Regions from separate parts of the Mus musculus genome. Here region 2 is linked to region 1. Evidence: chromatin contacts called from public HiChIP or PLAC-seq data. All regions are on one chromosome and are shown on one strand. Each heading gives the region's core, a stretch centred on a gene start, on an enhancer-like site or on the middle of the called end of the contact. The rest is flanking DNA. Distances are from core to core; before and after follow the strand shown. Region 1 holds the start of Hspa14 (heat shock protein 14). Region 2 has its middle 7.8 kb from the start of Gm36031.

The links. HiChIP or PLAC-seq counts read pairs in DNA pulled down with a chosen protein or histone mark.
Region 2: a contact with region 1 is called in an H3K27ac HiChIP or PLAC-seq map of double positive thymocytes, with 5 times the contacts expected there. The contact joins the enhancer-like site here to the promoter of Hspa14 in region 1. A contact is called at or near these places in 26 of 39 promoter capture datasets (the 3T3-L1 cell line, 3T3-L1-derived adipocytes, the C10 cell line and 17 more), 3 of 15 datasets of contacts at CTCF or cohesin (CD8 T cells, large pre-B cells and stem cell-derived epiblast-like cells), 14 of 484 Hi-C or Micro-C datasets (B cells, CD4 T cells, CD8 T cells and 10 more), 31 of 115 datasets of contacts at active chromatin or transcription factors (the 230-238 cell line, the SCID.adh cell line, SST interneurons and 25 more) and 5 of 9 other capture datasets (adipose tissue, bone marrow-derived macrophages, embryonic stem cells and 2 more).

Annotation. Positions count from the first base shown.
Region 1 is chr2:3,511,236-3,514,087 of GRCm38.p6, forward strand. It overlaps Hspa14 (heat shock protein 14), which reads right to left and starts at 1,579. Exons shown (of 14, transcript NM_015765.2): 1 at 1,399-1,579; 2 at 1-19. The coding sequence starts at 1,455. Cdnf (cerebral dopamine neurotrophic factor) reads left to right here and starts at 1,830. Exons shown (of 4, transcript NM_177647.4): 1 at 1,830-2,006. The coding sequence starts at 1,892.
Region 2 is chr2:3,798,693-3,801,392 of GRCm38.p6, forward strand. No RefSeq gene overlaps it. Among named protein-coding and RNA genes, the nearest start is that of Gm36031, 7.8 kb to the right of the region's middle. Within about 2 kb of position 1,274, at least 59 of the 459 cell types and tissues checked have an H3K27ac peak or open chromatin away from gene starts, as enhancers often do. A contact at or near this core is called in B cells, CD8 T cells, the SCID.adh cell line and 13 more, where this site is marked.

The DNA of each region.
Region 1 (2,852 bases), core at 329-2,828:
CCACATCGGCCCGGCCATCCTAAGGAAAGATGTGAGAGGGTTAGTTCTCTCACACTGGAATGCACAATCTCATTGAATATACCTGCAGATTGTAATGGAATTTTAGAAATGCCATTGTATCTGGCATTCACTCAGGTGCCTGAGTGACACCCATTCAGGCCTTAAAGTCATCTTCTGTAAATAATCAGTGATGGGACTTATGGGGTTGCTCTTCCTTTGGGAATTTCAAACTGAGGAATTGCATAACCTCAGTAGCAAGACATTCTTGGCAAACCAGGAATTTTTGCAATGGTTGATAATTGCTTAGGCAATGGGTCCTTCAGACAACGAGATCAGAGAAGACATTCTGGTATTCAGTAATTGACTTGCCAAAAGGCCTTTTTTTCGTAACAATCAATAAAAGCACAAGGCTACCCGAGTTCAGTCCTCAGACTACTCCACCTTGCAAAACCTTACTAGGTTGGCAGTGTCTCTCTTTCTTAGATTGTCCCTCATAAACTGGTCTTTTAACTGCCACTATTTGTTTCTTATAGTTTAATAAAAGGCTTCTTCTAGCCCATGCATTTTCCCGTTTAGATCTGTGCAGTAAGCTGGATCAAATGTATACAACATTCTATACCTAGCAAGCATGATTACACGACTCTCCCACAAATACAGCTTTTCCACCTGCTTCCCTACAAACGAAGTAGCTACTCCCCTGGGACTTTCCTGATAAATCGAATGAGACTTAAAACCGAAGATAGCATCGGTTAAATTCCTTAACATTGTTCCTTCTCCATCGATATTGAGGAGGAAAAAGCTATAGTTCCTTGTTAAGTTCTCAGTTCTAGAATCAAGTGTGTACAGCAAGAGTCAGTTCTTAACTAGGAACCCTTCTCTCGAGGGCAGTTACACAGTGCTCTGGTTGCTCAGAAATTCAAATACCTCCCACCTCCGGGAACCCCGAACCAGTGACGTCACCGTGACCTCTTAGGGACTCTGCGGTCAGTTGTCACTAGGACTTCTCTAGCATCCAGGGGGTCCTGACATCCAGGTTTGTTCTAGGCGTCTTTACAAGAACGATGTCCCCCGCCCCGAGGACTCCAGGCATCCTGGAGCCCTGACGTCTTTTGAACTCTTCTGGGCATCCTATGGCCCGGTCTCCTAAGTGCACCCTGCATGCTTGAGGCCTTTTCGTCCCTAAAACTCCTCAAACAGCCAAGACGTCCAGGATACCCTGGAGTATCCAAGATCCGGCTCTCTGTATCCACCCTCCACACAGCGTGCTTGGCCTTGGAGGGAGAGCCGAGAACCCGCAACATTGCCACTTGCTTGCACGCACGGTTCCCGGGCCGATGACCCGGAGCCCAGAAAACAGGGTGGCCGCCACGGAACCCGGAGACAGCTTCCCAGGCTCACCTTGTAGACAGCCACACAGGCTGATGTGCAGCCCAGGTGCACGCCGATCGCCGCCATAAGGCGGCGGAGACCACGGCAGCTCAACGAAGGACCCTTCAGCAGCTTCAGCTAGCTTCCTCGGAACAAGCCCATCAGGCACTGCGGAGACTTCACGTTCCCGCCCGCCTACTGCGTCCGGTCTGCTGCGCCGGCCTCCCAAGTCGCAGCCAATCAACATAAGGATGCCGCCTTTCATCAGAACGGTTAGCCAATAGTTTTAGCGCATCACTCCGCGCTCCTTGGGAGCCCGGCGTAAACGCCGGTCTGCTCAAGCTCAAGCCGGAAAGGCCCGGAAGAGGGTCATTAGCTCCTCCCTCTCCTGAGCGCCGTTCATCAGAGCCAATGGGAACGCCTGGTGAGATTGCGTCACTTGTTTCCTGCCTCTTTCCGGCTTCACGAGGCAGCCCCCACTACAGTAAGGAAGGTGTGGGTAGTTCCGGGTCCCAGGCTCAGCATGCGGTGCATCAGTCCAACTGCTCTGGTGACCTTTTGCGCCGGGTTTTGTATCTCGAACCCTGTGCTGGCGCAGGGCCTGGAGGCCGGTGTGGGGCCGAGGGCTGACTGTGAAGGTGAGCGGTGTGTGACCTGCTTGCATGGCGGCGACACCGCGCTCAGCCTAGCAATTGCCTAAGCAGCTTCTCCCGGCCCAAGCTGTAAATAACATTTCACCCTTCTGCTTTTGCTGTCATTATTAAGGTGGCGCAGAAAAAGGAGTGAAATAGGATTCGTATTAGATTTTGTGCAAATGGTCTCCGCTGCCAACTTGATTTTGTTGCTCCTAACCGAGGAGACTTGCTTCTCTGCTCAGAAGACATGTTTTGAGGTTCAAACTAATTGCCATTCCTAGGAGGTAAATAAAACATGGCAATACGTTAGGGTTGCTGAAATCAAAGACAAGGGTACGGCTGACTAGGACTTTATAGACAAGCTGCTTTACAAAGGAGCACATTAATTCCTAGAGAACGATAAAATAGACGCCTGTTTTCTTCTGTGGACTTGGCGATCATACCTTCAATTCCACCATCCCACCTGGTTTTGAGGGTGTTATAGTACCTAGGTTTTGTAAAAACAAAACAAAACAAAAAAACAGTGTATTTTGTAGAGGACTGTTAACAAGAGCCAAGATGAACAGTTTTGATAGTCCCTTTGGGACCACTGTAGCACTTCTTGTTTTATTGAAGTGATGTAAACATATATCTTCTCATCTTGAGAGCAGATGTACTGAACAGAAAATGGAGACAAGATTCATGTGGAATGGGCAGTTGAGTCTTATTGTAAGTAAATAGTATTAATAGTAGTTGGAGTCCAGCTTTCTATCAGCAATTATCAAACCTTCCTCTAGAAATTTAAAATAAGTTTAGATGTTATTTAAAATTTCTGTAGCTAAAGATACTGGTTTAACAGTTATAATTTCA
Region 2 (2,700 bases), core at 24-2,523, 290 kb after region 1:
TGTCCTAAGTAATCACTCTGCAGACCAGCCCTGAGCTATTCTAGCTTCTTCTTTGTAATGCCTACTTTCAAATCTCTACTAGAAGTAAATTTGAATGTTACTGAATAGGTAACCTTTTCACTGAATTCCTACTGAATTCCAAGCTCGTTAGTTCGTTGGCTTCAAGGATTTTCTAGGACGTTGGAACACTGGTGGAGGCTTACCTATGTCAGAATTCAATCTTTAAAGGCACTTATAATAAGATAATACTGAAAGAGAGCACATGGATCCATACATCAGACTAACACGGGGATAGGGTATGAGTACACGGGTTATGAGAATGCCAAGGTTCCAGGAGGTTGAGTTTCCTTGAAACTCCCTGCCTCGTGAGTGCTCCCAGGCCTCTCGGCCTGCCAAGCAGACTTCACTGGGGTAGACGGAGCAGTGTTCGCCTCCCCGGGTTATGTGTGAGGTGGTTAATAAGCATAAGTAGTTACCATTCTCGTATTTATCTATGTTTTGTTTCTATGCTGTTCAAGCTAGGCAGGGCTCTGTCACCGGAATCCTATGCCATGAAGGACTGCAGAGCCCATGTCACCAACAGATTACAGATCCAGCAGTAACTTGTATGATCTTAAACTCAGATGTCTGTCTCCAGATTCCTCTTCTGAAAGTCTGTCCACATTGGCCTTAAGAACTTCAAGCACCATTTTGTGGGCTAACACTCCACTGTGCCCTCACTTAGAGAAAGCACACCGAAGCCATGGTTCAAGGCAGAGACATGCTGACCCCTCCTCATTTTGTGGGAGCAGTCAATCAGGACAGTCCTGTTGGCACAGGAAGGAAAGCTTTAAGGCCAGGTCAGAGCCAGGCCATGCCTTGCAAAGTCATTTGGGAAGCCAGAGGAACCTAGAACAAGAGGAGAATGTTTGAGGGGTGAATTCTGTCGGGGCTGGAAGTTGGTGTTTTTCATGAAAGTCCTGGCATGAGTAGTTGCTCAATAAATAGTTTCCTTTTTGGCAATATTGGAACTTGAACTTGTGCTTCTCACATGTTGGGTGAGAACTCCATGACTGAGTTCCAGCTCCATCCCTTCATTTCCTGTTAAACAATAGATGCTCAACCGAAGCCCAACCGGAAGTCTAGTGAATGTTGTTTTTCAGCAGTGCGCAGAGGACTGGGCCAGTCACACTGAAGGTGGAGGGTCAGGAAGCAAGGCACACACAGCAGGCAACTTGGTCCAGAAGGAGTCAGCGCAGGGGGTGAATGAGAGTAAGTAGCTTGTAGGAAGCGAGCTCTCCCAGGGACACAGCGCAGCGCAGCGTTAGGTCTCCCTCCCTGTGCCGGCTTTTGACATCAGGACTCAGCAGCTCTGAGTTTGATCCTTTAGCCTAGGACGCTCATACCTATCGTTATAAGTGATTGTGAATGAGGCTTAAATAAAGTAATAAAACCGACTCCTAGCTAGGACCTAGCCCATACAGACCCTCAGCGCAGGTGGTTGAACCTGTTTGCAATGGCCTTAAAATGATGCCGGATGCTGCCACCTACTGGGATCCAGTGGAACTTTTAAAATATTTTTTAGCTAGAATAATAATCCACGTGTGTTAGTTTGTTGGTGGTGTTATTATTTTCCTTACTGGTCTTCGTCTCCTCACCACCCCAGGCCCCTAGTTTTCTGCTCTTGTCTGGCTGAGGTATTTACTGAATGAATAGTAAGTGTTGTTTAAACCTGTCCGTGTGGTATCCAGTTTCTGCCTCCAGAAGAGTCCACTGTATGAATCTCAGGGCTGCTGTTTACTATGAGGCAGGGGACAGCGTCTGAGCTTCCTGACCTTCAGTTTTCCTGGCAGGCTATAAAATGGCCTCCATCTGTTTGGAAGAATGAGTTTTACTCATTCATTTACTCATTCATTCATCCAGCGAGTGAGCTTTTAGGAGGAAGGGGAGTGTCAGTCTGCAGAGGAAACAGATGGTGCATGGGGAGGGGCACCCCACACACCCATACCTTGCAGTGATTCACGGGAGACTGATTGCCCCCATCCGCTGTCTCTCTTCTTTTACTGTATGAGAGTCATTTCCTGAAACACAGATCTCCGCTTATGATGGCCTCACTTCAAATTTGTCACTACGTTGAAGGCCAGTCTGCCTATCATGGAAACTTTGGTCCTATTCAAACTGGTCTGCTCTACCAAGCTACTTCTGGGTTTCTGAAATGGTAGTAGACAACCTTTACCACAGGTTAGACATTGTGCTAAGTGTTTTATTGGATAATTGTTATAGCTTCCCAGGACATGAGCCTTATGCCTGTTATAATCGTGGAGCTATAACAATAACGTCAAGGGACATCTTCAAGGAGAAAGCGTGGCTTTGGTTCAGTTTCAGATGTCTCAGATTAGGGTTCCCAGCTCTATTCGATTCCCAGCTGGTGGGGTAGAACATTATGCCAACAGGAACCTGTGTGTCTTAGTTTGGGTCTTGTTGCTATGAAAAGACACTATGGCCAAGGCAAGTCTTATGAAAGCAAATATTTAATTGGGGTTGGCTTACAGTTTCAGAGGTTCAATCCATTATCATCATTGCAGGAAGCATGGCAGCATCCAAGTAGATGTGGTGCTGGAGACGGAGCTGAGAGTCTTGATTTGAAAGCAGTCAGGAGAGACTGTCTTCTGCATTGGGCAGAGCCTTAGCATAGGAGGAGTCCCCAAAGTCCATCCCCAT